2 separate regions of the Zea mays genome follow, and region 1 is linked to region 2. Evidence: chromatin contacts called from public Hi-C data. All regions are on one chromosome and are shown on one strand. Each heading gives the region's core, a stretch centred on a gene start, on an enhancer-like site or on the middle of the called end of the contact. The rest is flanking DNA. Distances are from core to core; before and after follow the strand shown.

Region 1 (6,791 bases), core at 1,143-3,642, 190 kb before region 2:
CTCGTCCGCTGTGTTGGCGATGACCCCCGTGGCGTCCATGAAGCGGTCGCCGAGGCGCACGAAGCACGCGTAGTTGGGGCTCCTCTTGTCCGCCACGGGGCACGGCATGGAGTCCGGCGGCACCGGCGGCAGCCCCGGCAGCGGCACGTCCCCCTCCATCTCGTCGAAGTCCACGGCGGGGACGGACTCGTGGAGCACGGGCAGGTGCAGCATGAGCGCGAGCATGGCCCCCGTGGACGACATGAAGACGTAGGACGGCACCCCGAGGCCCCGCGCCACGTCCACCAGCGGCGCGGCGAAGAGGTCGAGCACGAGCGCGGCCACGGGGCACGCCATGGCGGCCACGGCGTCACGGACGTGCGGCGCGTGGAGGCCGATGTAGCGCGCGATGAACTCCTCGACCCCGACGGCGTCGGTGGGGGCCTCCACGGCGGGGAGGCGGTGGAAGCGGATGTCCAGCCCGCACGCGGCCTCGCGCCGCACGTGCGCCTCCACCTCGGAGGTGGCCTCGGCCGTCGGCGGGCGCATCACGAGCAGGGTGATGGAGAAGGCCTTGCCGCCGCTGCTGCTGAGGAGGACGCGCTTACAGGACTCGAGCATGGACATGAGGTGGCCGGACCCCCACTCCGGTAGGAGCACCAGCGCGGGCGTCGCCATTGGAACAGTCGGTGTTTGGCCGTAACCGTTACTTCAGTGCTTTTTTCCTTGGGTAACCAAAGCAAGCAGCCAAGTGAAACGAATACAGATGAATAGCCGGTTGTATCAAAAATTTAAAAATATATCGACGGTGAAGGTGACTGGCACTGATTAGGCTGTGGAAGGTGATCACCCACCACCACCACCCACGGGGCCCGATCAGTCGCCCAGGATGACAGGATGGGCGAGCACGGGACTTGGAACCGTACTTTTCTTCAGCAGATGCGACGCATGTTTCTCCGAAACAATCTGCTATGTCCGATGAAATCCTGAACCATAGGCAACACTTTTCTTCGTGGACTTGGCCACGCCTGTGGCCAAGTGATTCTACCGCGAGGCATCGCAATTCGCACGCAGGTGTCGCAGCGCCGTGTAAGCCACGCTGCACCACGCCTCAATCTTGGACCGTGGCTGTCCAAGCTTGTCCGTATCCGTATGTCTGTGTCTGTGACTCTCCGGCCGGCGTGGAAAATCTCTAGTATGACAGTGATGCGGGTCCCGCGACGCTTGATCAATGACCTGTGGTAGATGGAGAGGTGACAGTCATCTCAAGGGAGTGTTCTAGGCGGATAGCCAATCCTGGCTTGACTATGAAGCTTTCCAAACTAATCAGTACAGTTTGGCCTCCGTGACTTTTGTTGTGGACAACATATTTAAGTGCACATGGAACATTGGTGTACATGGTGCACATATTAAATCAGCACCACTCATTTTAATCTAACGTCTCTAGTTGTTTGGTACATTTTACTAAGGACATCCGTCAACGTGGTGATGTGTAGCGGTGGAAGGTGTTATTTGTAAATTGAATAATCAACTAGAGATGTTAGATCTAAAATGAGTGATAATAACTTAATATGTGTACCATGTGCATTAGTCTTTTATGTGCACTAGATATGTCCCCTTGTTGTTGGGGGTGGGGGGGGGGGGGGTGGGGATCGGGTGCAGACGGGCTCCAAAGTTGCGCTGCTGCAGCCCACGCTTTGCCTTTCGAGGCGAGCTGTGCGGCACACAGCAGGCAACGGCGACGGCCTGGGCAGCCGCCCATGTGGAGGCGTGCGTGGGCGTCGCATACGGCCCGCGAGGAGCAGCAGGCTGGCAGCACCAGACGGTTGGGTAGAGCGGATTCATAAGGGGCGTGCGGCCCACGTAGTGAATAGGCACAGCCCAAAGGTGGCACCGGCCCAGACGTGTGTGAAGAGGGGCCCACGCTGCTGACGCAGGCCCGTGGTAGCCTGAGGGCGCGGCCTGTAGCAGCGGGAGCCCAGCAGGCAGCAGCTCAGAGGAGGGGCTGGTGGCAAGAGTTGAATATGCTAGATTAGTGTATTAACATTGTTTCTCTCTCTTGATTAATTACATGTATATTTTAATTCTAGATTGATTCTTTGATTTTAATTGTTACTGTTGTTTTGATTCATTTAGATCATTTTCTAAGGCACCTATTTACTTATATAAAAAGTTCGAAATATTAATCCTGTATAGTTTTTTACTGTTGTTTTGGAAGATCCCGAAACTATATCCAAACTGCTTTATGTCTAGAGTCTGCATGTAGCGGTAAATTGTCCGGGTTGAAACAATTCAAAAGGATATGGTTCAACCGTTCGAGTAATTTTCTTTTAGAGAGGGGTTACACAAACGGTGAACTCCTTGAAAGGCTCCTGCATCATCTTAGTTAATGTCAATGATTTGAATATCATTAGCACTACAAATGACATTGAGGAAGCAATGTCTTACCTCAAGAAAGAATATGAGATAAAGGGACTTTGGTAAAATGAAGCTCAGCTTGAGACTGCAGCTTGAGCACCTGCTGGAGGAAGGAATGTTTGTGTGCACCAATCTACTCATACAAAGTGGAGGGACCCATTTAGACCTAGAGTCCCCCTACTTGAGAACCATTGAAGCACTAATATACCTGACGAACTACACAAGACCTGATATTGTGTTCGCAGCAAAGTTTGTGTCCGCAGCAAATTTGCTGGCAAATTCTATGGTAGTCTCTAGGTTCCACAAATACATTCGAGGAATTGGCATAAGACAACTTAATTAGAAAGCTACATGATGCAGGGAGAGAAAAACCCCTTAACTCCATGTATTCCATAATTATGGGCTTGAAGACCAATATGTTCTAAAGACCTAAAGCCTACAAATATGTGCTGAAGAATGATCAAAATTGTTCTACATTTTTTTTTTCTCGGTGAGCTTTTTCTATTGCGTTTTCTCACACAAGGTGGTTAGGGAGACACCATTTTTTTTATCAAAACAACAGGCACGACGTAGCACATGCGTGCAATATAACATTCTTTTTCTCCTGCCTTGTTGCCACATGGTTTTAGGATAAGTTTTTTTTTTGACAAAACAAGCACGTAACGCGATTTGTATTAGGGAGAGTATGTACGTGTTATGAAATATTCTAAAATGGGCAAATCATTGTGCGATAACGTGGGACGTGGGAGTCGGTGAATCTCCGTGCCAACTATGTGGGTATAATGGGAGCGAGCATGCCACATGGTTGGGATGGGAATTGGGATAAGTTTTTGACAAAAACATGCACGCCGCGTGATCTGTCTTAGGAAGTGTCATGAAATATTCTGATGGGCAAAACACTGTGCAACAACGTGGGAGGTGGGAGGCATTTGAATCTCTGTGCCAACCATGTGAGTACAAATGGGACCGAAGGGGTCAACGCAAAGCATTTAATAATTTAAGCAACGCTCTCCCGCTATGGAAGGAGGCCGGTGGTGAGCCCGGCCGCGTGGAGCATGAAGTGGTTGGTTGCTCCTCTCTTTGTACCAAAAAAGGTTATACATGTGCTCACTCCCTACTAGCTCTGTCCCCAATACCGTGTCTCTCTGTGCAGAGCTAGAGTGCAAGACCGATTTTCTCAACAAAAGAAATGGAACAACGAAAGAGACCGGACTGTGAACGCACTGGACTCTGCAGAGTTCAGACTGCCCCCCGATCCTTCTTGTGTTCTGTGCTCGTGCTCGCTCGCTACGGCCTATATATAGAGCCTGTTCAGTTCAGACTGAACCACAACGCACAGTTGCGTGCAGGTGCAGTTAGCCAGCGCCAGCTGCACAAGCTTTTGTCAGCACAGGAAGGAGAGGAGGGTGAGATATGGCGAGCCTCAACGTGCTGCTCCTCCCTGAGCCGGGCTCCGGCCACCTCATGTCGCTCATCGAAGCCGGGAAGCGCCTGCTGGGCCACGGCGCGGGCGGCGGGGACGGCCTGGGCCGGGAGTTCACGGTGACCGTCCTCGTCGTGCGGCCGCCGACGCCGGAGTCGGCCGCCGAGGTGGGCGCGCACGTCCGGCGCGTCGCGGAGTCCGGCATTGCTGGCGTCCGGTTCCACCACCTCCCGGCCGTGGAGCCCCCGGCGGACTGCGCCGGCAACCTGCAGGAGTTCAAGTCGCGGTACCTGGAGCTCCACAGGCCGCACGTGGAGGCCGCGGCGCGGGAGCTCGGCGCCGCGGCGCTCGTGGTCGACTTCTTCGCCACCGCCGTGCTGGACGTGGCGCGCGGGCTCGCCGTGCCGGCGTACGTCTACTTCACCTCCACGGCCGCGCTGCTCGCGCTCACGCTGAGGCTGCCGGCCCTTGCCGAGACTGTCGCCGCCGACTTCGAGACGTTCGAGGGCACGGTCGACGTGCCGGGCCTGCCGCCCGTGCCCGCGGCAAGCGTCCCGGGGTTCCTGGGACGCAAGGACAGCCCCAACTTCACGTGGTTCGTTTACCACGGCCGGCGTTTCATGGACGCCGACGGCATCGTCGTCAACACGGTGGCCGAGCTCGAACCGGGGCTGCTCGCCGCCATCGCCGGAGGCCGGTGCGTGCCGGGACGGCCGGCGCCGCCGCTGTACCCGATCGGTCCGGTTCTCAACCTCGGTGCGGGGGGAGGTGCGTCCGGCGACGAGGCGTGCGTCCGGTGGCTCGACGCGCAGCCGCGTGCGTCGGTGGTGTTCCTCTGCTTCGGGAGCCTGGGCTGGTTCGACGCGGCGAAGGCGCGCGAGGCCGCGGCGGGGCTGGAGCGGAGCGGGCACCGGTTCCTGTGGGCGCTGCGCGGGCCTCCCGCGGCCGGATCGCGGCACCCGTCGGACGCCGACCTGGACGAGCTCCTCCCCGCGGGGTTCCTGGAGCGGACCAGGGGCAGGGGCCTCGTGTGGCCGCGGTGGGCGCCGCAGAAGGCGGTGCTCGCCCACCCGGCCGTGGGCGGCTTCGTGACCCACTGCGGGTGGAACTCGACGATGGAGAGCCTGTGGCACGGCGTGCCGCTGGCGCCGTGGCCGCTGTACGCGGAGCAGCACCTGAACGCGTTCGAGCTCGTGGCCGTCGTGGGCGTGGCCGTGGCCATGGAGGTGGACAGGAGGCGCGACAACTTCGTCGAGGCCGCGGAGCTGGAGCGGGCGGTGAGGGCCCTCATGGGCGGCGGCGAGGAGGGGCGCAAGGCGCGGGAGAAGGCCCACGAGATGAAGGCCGCGTGCCGCAAGGCCGTTGAGGAGCGCGGGTCGTCGTACGCGGCGCTGGAGAGGCTGCGTCATGCGATTCGCAAGGGTGCAAATACAGCTACTGCTCATTTCAAGGCGCCGCAGCCGCTCATTTGAGAATTGAATGAGTCCAAGATTCCAGACGTTCGCGACGGTGTCCGGCTGTCCGCTTCGTCATGGAAGGAGTGGACTTCCGTGTTTGAGCTTCCCGGAGTCGACAGTCAGTCAGTCACACACACAGAGAGAGAGAGAGAAAACGAGAGAGAGCAGTTTGCAGCTAGTGCTTATCGGTATCGCCGTGGGACTTCAGGTTTTATGTCTTGTGTAATGATCGATCTCCATGTCTACTCGCTCGGAGGTATCATATGTTTATGATACCGTACACGTTGTACTGTGCTTCCATCGCCAGTTCGCCACCTTCCATCTACTTTTCTCTTCTCTACTCCGTGTCTAGGGATGAAAACGGGACGAGTACCCGGAACGTGTATCGGATACGGGTACCAAAACGGGACGTAATTTCGGATACGGATACGGGTATTTTGTTTATCGGGACGGATACGGATATTACCCGGATATTGAATCTCGGATACGGGTAGGATACGGAATCACTAATACCCGGTCAGTACCCGAAAATCCCGGGTCGGATACGGGTACCCGGAATTCGGGTACCCGTTTTTTCTTTTTCTGCATAATATAGTTATAAAATCATAACTTTTACATATGAAATCGGATGAAGATAAAGTTTATATGAAAATTGTAGAGCTTGAAGAGATCTATGACTTTGTAATACATCAATTTTTTGTTTAAACAATATTTTAATGATTTAATTGTATTTTGATGATTTTCTATGACAAGAAATCAATAATACATAAATAGCCTCAAAAAATCGTGAAATTTTATGGAGATACAACATATGTCCATATGTAACCATAAAAAATGTTTGGATCATAAGATCTATAAGATGTCCACGTTTCTTTCCTTTCACTTTCACTTATTTGTAGGAGTTACATGTGAAATTAGTGTAAGTATCTAAGTTTCAACATAATCAGTACTTCACTTTATCATTTTCATACGAGGACTTGAGTTATCATCATATAAAATGTTTATTAGTTTTTGTAACTTATTTGCAATTTTTTAGTGAAACTAGAATATTTATGAATTTTAAATATTGCGGTGTTGGTTCTACAATGTCCTTGTGATAAGCAACTTTGAACTGCATGATGTCAATTTTACCGGTTTCATTTCTTACATCTGATCTATCATATACATGATTATGTATTGCTTAACTTATGGATGGTTGGACAATTAATATCATCGGATAAACTACCCGACAATTATCCGGTACCTACCCGAGTAGTATCCGTTATCCGTTTCTTACCCGTCCGGATTATTACCCGATCCCGTCCTGTATCCGTCCCGAATCTTAACTACCCGTATCCGGTCCCGTATCCGAGAGAAATACATTAGGGTAGGATACGGGATGACCCTGTATCCGGCTGTATCCGTCCCGTTTTCATCCCTATCCGTGTCATTACTGCAGTATCGCTCAGGTAATAAGTAATTAGAGCACTGAACTTTTTGTCAATCATTTCATCACCGAGAGGCGATAGCAGTCG
Region 2 (6,633 bases), core at 2,912-5,411:
ATCTTATTGAATGCAACTTCTTTGAATGTTGAAGTTTATTACAACAAAGCAGTCAACTACACACTGATGGTCACTTTTGTATCCTCTGGCTGTTTTTATTTTTATTTTTATGTCGATATTATCTTTATTGATCTGTCCACTTGTCCAGTCTGTGAATTTCTTAACTAAAGTATGGTAGATCTCTTTCCTTCAAGTTTTGCTGCTGATTAGACAAATGGAGCATAGCAACACACAATCTGTAAGCATTCCTTTTCCCTTTGAGAAACATTTAGTAAAAGGAAACCACATGCATTACATGACTTCCAAGCTCATTTGCTTGAGTTGCTTATGTCTTGCTTACAGGGAGCTGCTAAGGTTTCTATTTTAATGATTGGCCAACAAGCTATCATGGATGCATATCTCTGTCTACTTCACCTGACTGCTGGGATATTGGTTGGTGAGTACTGTGACTTCCATAATTTGTTTGTGTTCTGTTCTCTGACTGTTCCATTGTACCATCTGCTAATAATTTCTTTCTTTCCTTTGATTGTGAACTAAAACATGACCAAGTAGGATTTCATCTATTTTTTTTCAAGGATTTGTCCCCTTGTGGTCTGTATTTGGTTATATTTTCTTTAATATTCAGTCCCCTTTTGCTCAGTTACTCAGTTCATGCTTAAATGATGGCACCTTACAATATAAGGGAGATCTGAGCCAAATACAAATGTGTCTGTATTATGGTTATTTTACATACCTAGTGGAGATTGTGGAAAGTTAGATAATAGCTTGCTCAAACTCATGTCCATCAGGCCATGGCAACTACCTGCTAAATTTCATACACTGATGAAGTACCATTTATTACCCCAGCTTGCTTAATGAGATATAAGGGCATGTACAACCTAAGACATTGGTTTGGTTTTCCAAGTACAAGAGACACTTAAGAGACTTTGTGATGCAACCCTGAGCCCCAAGACTATAAATGCAGTTAAGAGACATTATGCATAGAGAGTTGTGTAGAGACGGGCTCTTCGACTATAAATGCAGTTAAGAGACAATATGCATAGAGAGTCGTGTCTTGTATTTTTTTCATCTAAACCCCTAGAGACCCTTCAAGAGACTTCATATTAAATGGGGTTTTACATGCCCTAAAAACATCAGCTTCTACTATAGTTAATTATAATATTAACTACTCCCTCCATTCCAAATTATAGTTCACTTTGCTTTGTCCTAAGTTAAACTTCTTTTAACTTTGACAAAGTTTGTAGAAAAATGCATCAACATCAATACCAATTTAGTTTCATTAAATTCTTCATGAAATATTTCTTGATAGTGCATTTAATTGAACTTATAAATGCTAATACAAATTTCTAAAAAACCTGATCAAAGTTAGAGAAATTTGGTATAGTACATAGCTTAAGTGAACTATATGGCCTGCTTAACTTCTATTGCCATTTCTGCATTGTGATTATGATTGACTTGAATAACACTTTCTTATGTGTTTAACTTTCTACAGAGTCACTCTTCAATGCCTTCGCAACGGCTGCATTCTTCAAATTTGTTGTATTTTCTATTTTTGAAATGAGGTACCTTCTCGCCATATGGAAAGCAAGTAGGCCTTTAAACAGTGGAGAAGGTTGGGAGATAATGAGGCGAGAGCTGTCTGTTCTTTACAGCCGCTTTTGTAAGTAGTTACTATGCTCATTTGGTTTCTTTTCACGAAGAATCACGCCAATAGATCAATGAATCCCAAACAACATGGTTTTCATACAGAGTGGTGGCATGCTTCTTGTCATATATTTGTTTCAATTAGAACTTACATATGCAATCAATCTGACATTTCCCCTGTTAGCTGGTGACCTTTATTGTCCCATTTACCTGCTGCATGTAAATCACTATTACCCATGTTTTTAGTTGGTAGGTGAAGTACTTGATGCTTGCTATAAATGGAAACATGGATATTCTGTTAGAGCCTTTGGAGTGTTCATTCCCTTTGTTAAATTGATACAAGATACCTTACCGCCTCCCATCCAAGGAAAAAAACACTTGAAACAACTAAGTAGTATGCCATTATTTCAGTTGATGCGAACTTGTTTGCATCTTCCACACACCGGTAAAATGTTTACCTATTTTCTCAACCAACTTCAAGGTATTCTTTAATTTGCTTTATGCTCTGCAGATGGCATTCTGTTGGGAGGAATCCTTCTAATGTATGAGCTGCACAATTTCTTACGCCCACTTCTCCTCCTGATGTACTCCTTTTGGGTACCTCAAATTGTCACAAATGTCATCAGGGATACAAGAAAACCTCTGCACCCACAATATATTTTAGGCATGACAGTTACACGGCTTGCTATTCCATTGTATATATTTGGTTGCCCTAGTAATTTCATGCGTATCGAGCCCGACAAGAAATGGTCCATAGCTGTTACAGTATTCATGGGTATCCAAGCAGCAGTGCTTCTGCTTCAGCACTATCTTGGTTCTCGCTGCTTTATTCCTCGCCAGGTAATAACTATATAATGCTGCCATTGCACCACATGCATTCTGTTATGCTGTATCATAGATGCATTTTAGTTGCCATTCAAGCAGCTAATGCTTTCCTTTGAAGGCTGTTTAGGTTGCCACTGTAGACATGTTTCACTGTCGAGCTGTTCCTTGTATTGATGTTCATAGTGTATTTTATTAGTATCGGTTTTTAGGAATAATATATTGTGTCTACTTTCTACTCTTTTTTTTTTCAGATACTGCCTGAGAAATACTGCTACCATAGGAAGGTAGAGGACAGCACAAATCAGCCCATCGATTGTGTTATTTGCATGACTACAATCGACCTTACCCAAAGAACAAGTGAATACATGGTAAATTGTGAAATACTTTTTGGCATTTCACTTTGCAGGCAGCTTTTGCTCGTTACTCACCGCCCTCCCTCCTGCAGGTGGCACCTTGCGAGCATATATTTCACTCAGGCTGTTTACAGCGTTGGATGGACATTAAGATGGAGTGCCCTACTTGCCGGCGCTCCCTACCACCAGCTTAGATGAGGCTTTGTATCATATATAATAGTGAACAAGAAGTAGGTAGCTCAGCTTATACAAGGTATGATGGCATCCTGTACCTCCCTCCCTCCCTCCCAGAAAGTCAAGTTTCTGTGGCCTCAATTAATTGTGTACGTTGATGTTTACAGGTGGGGGAACTGATGTACAATAAGGTGAGGCTGCAATCGTGTGAAAGCTATGAACAGAACTGTAGAAAAGTTTTATACTATTGATTTCAAGAGGTCTTGTGTTGTGCAAACTAGCGTATCAAGCATCCCACGAAGAAATCGTCCTTCCCCGCTCATGCGGTTATCACTGTTGCATGCCTTTGCCTGCTACCAGTATTTCGGCCCAGCGTTTTGGTCTGAGCTTTGTGCAAAGTTTGTTAACGCCGTGAAAGAGTTCGAGATGTGCATTCTTGATTTGGTGGACACATTAGTAGCGTGTTTGGTTTGAGGAATGAGATCTCTCTCACTCACTTTTTTGTTTGGTTTGTGGAATGAAATGAATTAATCTATCACCATTTCATTTCTCGTAGACTCATAATTAGTAATAATATGAGGAATGGGTTTATTCCACTAAATTCGTGAAATAGATTTATGATGCACCACCTTATTTAGAATGGATTGATTCTTCAATCCAAACACTCCCTATGATTTTTGCATCATGAGCAGCGCCTTTTTGTTCTATCGTAGGTTAGGAGTCACGCTGCTGATCCAGTTGTTCGATCTCGTGTTCGTCCTGGTGTTTTCAGGTTTGAGACGTCAGTTAAGTACTTGGTCATTTCTACTTACCCTAGCTTCATCCGGAGGTGGAGTTGGATGACAGGATGAGAAGCTGGGAGGAGCCGAGTGTTTCGTGTACGATCAGGCAAGCATGGTTTTCGCTTACTGGTCGTGTTTAGCTCCGGCTAGGAGGAGGCACGGGCGCTGTCGGCCTTCCTGCATCTCATTGTTTCCTCTCTCGCCCTCGCATTGCCGATAGCCGTTGTTGCGCTACAGATTCTGGTACCACCCATTTCGCCAGCCTGTTCTACGTCTCTACGCAAAGTCGTGAGGCGCACGACGCTGCACGACCCGGCGTCTGATTGGGCGCGCAATCCGCGCATTGTAGTCCCAACAACCGGCGGGGGGGGGGGGGGGGGGGGGGGGTGCGTTGATGGCGCGGCCGCACAGCCCCACGACTGCGAGCCCATCATCTCAGCTCCGCCTGCAGCTTCCGTTTCCTCTCGATCTCAACTATTACTACTGAGCTGACAACCTCATTGTTTTTGTCTATATAGATTTTAGCTGCGGCTTTTTAATCTAGCCCTGAGCCCGTCATCGCACTCGCACAGTCGCACGTGACCTGAGCCGGGCTGCGCCCGCGCTGCTGATCCGTCAGCTCCTTGCCCGCGTGTCCGCCTGCCCCCCTCTCCCTCCGGTTCGCACGTGACCCACCAAAAGTAGCTTTGGCAGTTTCGGCGTCCGGCTAGATTTCATACGAGAGAATAAGAAATACGGTCGAGATGCTCTAATAATCCCGTCAAATACCCTAAACTTGTCCTGAGTTCAGCTTAAATCCTGAGCCACATCCTGGCACTCACGTTATTATTTTTGTTTTAAAATCAGGGTAGGAGTGGGACATTCATTCTCACAGCCGTGCAGTCCTTTCTTTTTCAAATCTTCAGGGGTGGCTCGTCAGTCGTCATCACTCATCAAGATCCAAGAACAACGTGAGCTGCTCCACTGTACTAGTCTAGCCCTCCACCCCCTTTGAGGCCGCGACCAGAATAAATAAATAGAAACCATGCGACCACATCGACTCCTGCCTTCATTACTACCGTCATAAAAGCAGCCACCTTAGCACCGTCTAATCGCCATTGCTCTACTCCAATTATGCTCTCAAATCCAGACAGTTCTTCGATTTTTTTCAGCCTTTTCTCCTTCTTCTAACGGAACAGGAAGGAGCGAGCAAGACGCCGTTGAGAAAACACGGGGTGGTATTCTGCAGTAAAAAAAAAAAAAAACACTCGAGGCGAAAGTGTCCAAAGCCAGAGGAGAGAAAGAGAAGACTTGTACTTGGAGGGCAGCTGGGCAGGTGAAAGGAAGAGGAAAGAGGGCGAGTGCGACGGGAGGCGCAATGCGGTGGAGATCTCCCGCCGTGCTGCGGCTGCAGCTGTGGCTGCTCGCCGTCTCCGCGTCGTTGGCTGCCCTCGGTGTTCTCGCGGCTGATCTTAGCAAAGGTGAGCTCTCTTGCTTGCGTTGCGTCTAGCTGGAGATTCGGCCCCTCATGCTGGAAATCTTGCTAAATGCGGCACAGTGGCCGCCAGGTTCTCGCTCGCATTTGTGTTGCTGCTGGTACTGCGCCTTTAGCGGAAAATCTAGTACTTTCTAGTCAAGTTCTGTGCTTATTTTGCTTGCTTGCTTTCTTTTTCTTTTCTTCTTTATACATCGTAAATTCGTAATCCAGCAGCTCTAGGTCCTTCCAATTTCTCGCCCAACAGAAGGAAGGAAGAGAAGGCCTCCCGAATTCTTGATTTTCTCGTTACTTGGTGTCTGCATTCCTGGTCAAATTCGTTGTCATTTGGTCCCATCCTGGAAGCTTTTCCTACAGTATCCATGTTTGTTTAGCTATAGGTCCGTTTCTGTGGCGAGTACCAGATGCAGAACTGATGGATGTTTGGTTTCTATGGACTAATTTTTAGTCCCTAAATTATCAAATACGGAAACAAAAATAAAGTTTTAATTTTCGTATTTGTTAATTTAGTGACTACAATGTAACAATATAGAGACTAAAAATTACTCTCTCCGTCCCAATATATAAAGTGTAACCACCTTTGATTCAAAGACTAATACTCTCTCCGTCCCAATATATAAAGTGTAACCACCTTTGATTCAAAGACTAAGAAATGCATTTAATTCTTTCTATACTGCTGCATCGATGTACATATGTCTAGAGAGAGCATGCCTTATATTATGGGACAAAAATAAAAAGTAGTTACACCTTATAAACTGAGAGTAGTCCATAGAAACCAAACACTTCAGAGTCTTAACCATTTTGTGTTCATTCAGCTGATACTGGTCACCTCTTAGCTACTTCTAATTAGTACAGTACGGTTTCTACCCTTTCTTGGTGACATGCTCATACATTTGACAATTTTGTCATCTTTAGGGGGTGTTTGGTTTCTAGGGGCTAATTTTTAGTTCCTCCATTTTATTCCATTTTAGTCTCTAAATTGCTAAACACGGAAACTAAAATAAAGTTTTAGTTTCTATATTTGACAATTTAAGTACTAAAATGGAATAAAATCGAGGGATTAAAAATTAATCCCTAGAAACCAAACACCCCTTAAGATAAATTAAAGCTTGCTCAAGCTAGGACAAAAGAGGATGGGGGCATGTGGAAGTTTAGTATAGGTGAAAAAAAGGAAACACAGAAACCTTCCATTCAGTATGCTAGAAATTCATGATTCAATGGAACACTTGCTGTGTATATAACTCACATGCTGCATCTCTTTACAGCAGCTCTTTGGTTTAACTTCTCTGTCGTGTAGTCCTTAATGCATGTCTATTTTCAGAACCATTTACTATCCGTATAAGCTGTGGAAGCTTTGACGATGTCCGGACGGAGCCTACGA

The links. Hi-C and Micro-C count contacts between places; a contact is called where the count stands out from the background.
Region 1: a Hi-C map of tassel shows a contact between it and region 2, with 2.5 times the contacts expected there. The contact joins the promoter of LOC103633203 here to the promoter of LOC103633201 in region 2. A contact is called at or near these places in 3 of 25 Hi-C or Micro-C datasets (bundle sheath, ear and tassel).

Annotation. Positions count from the first base shown.
Region 1 is chr7:160,102,965-160,109,755 of Zm-B73-REFERENCE-NAM-5.0, reverse strand. It overlaps LOC103633203 (anthocyanidin 3-O-glucosyltransferase 2), which reads left to right and starts at 2,392. Exons shown (of 1, transcript XM_008654897.4): 1 at 2,392-5,617. The coding sequence starts at 3,811. The coding sequence ends at 5,292. It overlaps LOC103633204 (anthocyanidin 3-O-glucosyltransferase 2), which reads right to left and starts at 1,531. Exons shown (of 1, transcript XM_008654898.4): 1 at 1-1,531. The coding sequence starts at 657.
Region 2 is chr7:159,915,557-159,922,189 of Zm-B73-REFERENCE-NAM-5.0, reverse strand. LOC103633201 (receptor-like protein 4) reads left to right here and starts at 4,161. Exons shown (of 10, transcript XM_035961095.1): 1 at 4,161-4,728; 2 at 4,957-5,238; 3 at 6,574-6,633. The coding sequence starts at 5,136. It overlaps LOC103633202 (transmembrane E3 ubiquitin-protein ligase FLY2), which reads left to right. Exons shown (of 15, transcript XM_020540873.3): 8 at 1-78; 9 at 179-238; 10 at 343-436; 11 at 1,493-1,660; 12 at 2,156-2,484; 13 at 2,721-2,837; 14 at 2,915-3,075; 15 at 3,164-3,597. The coding sequence ends at 3,016.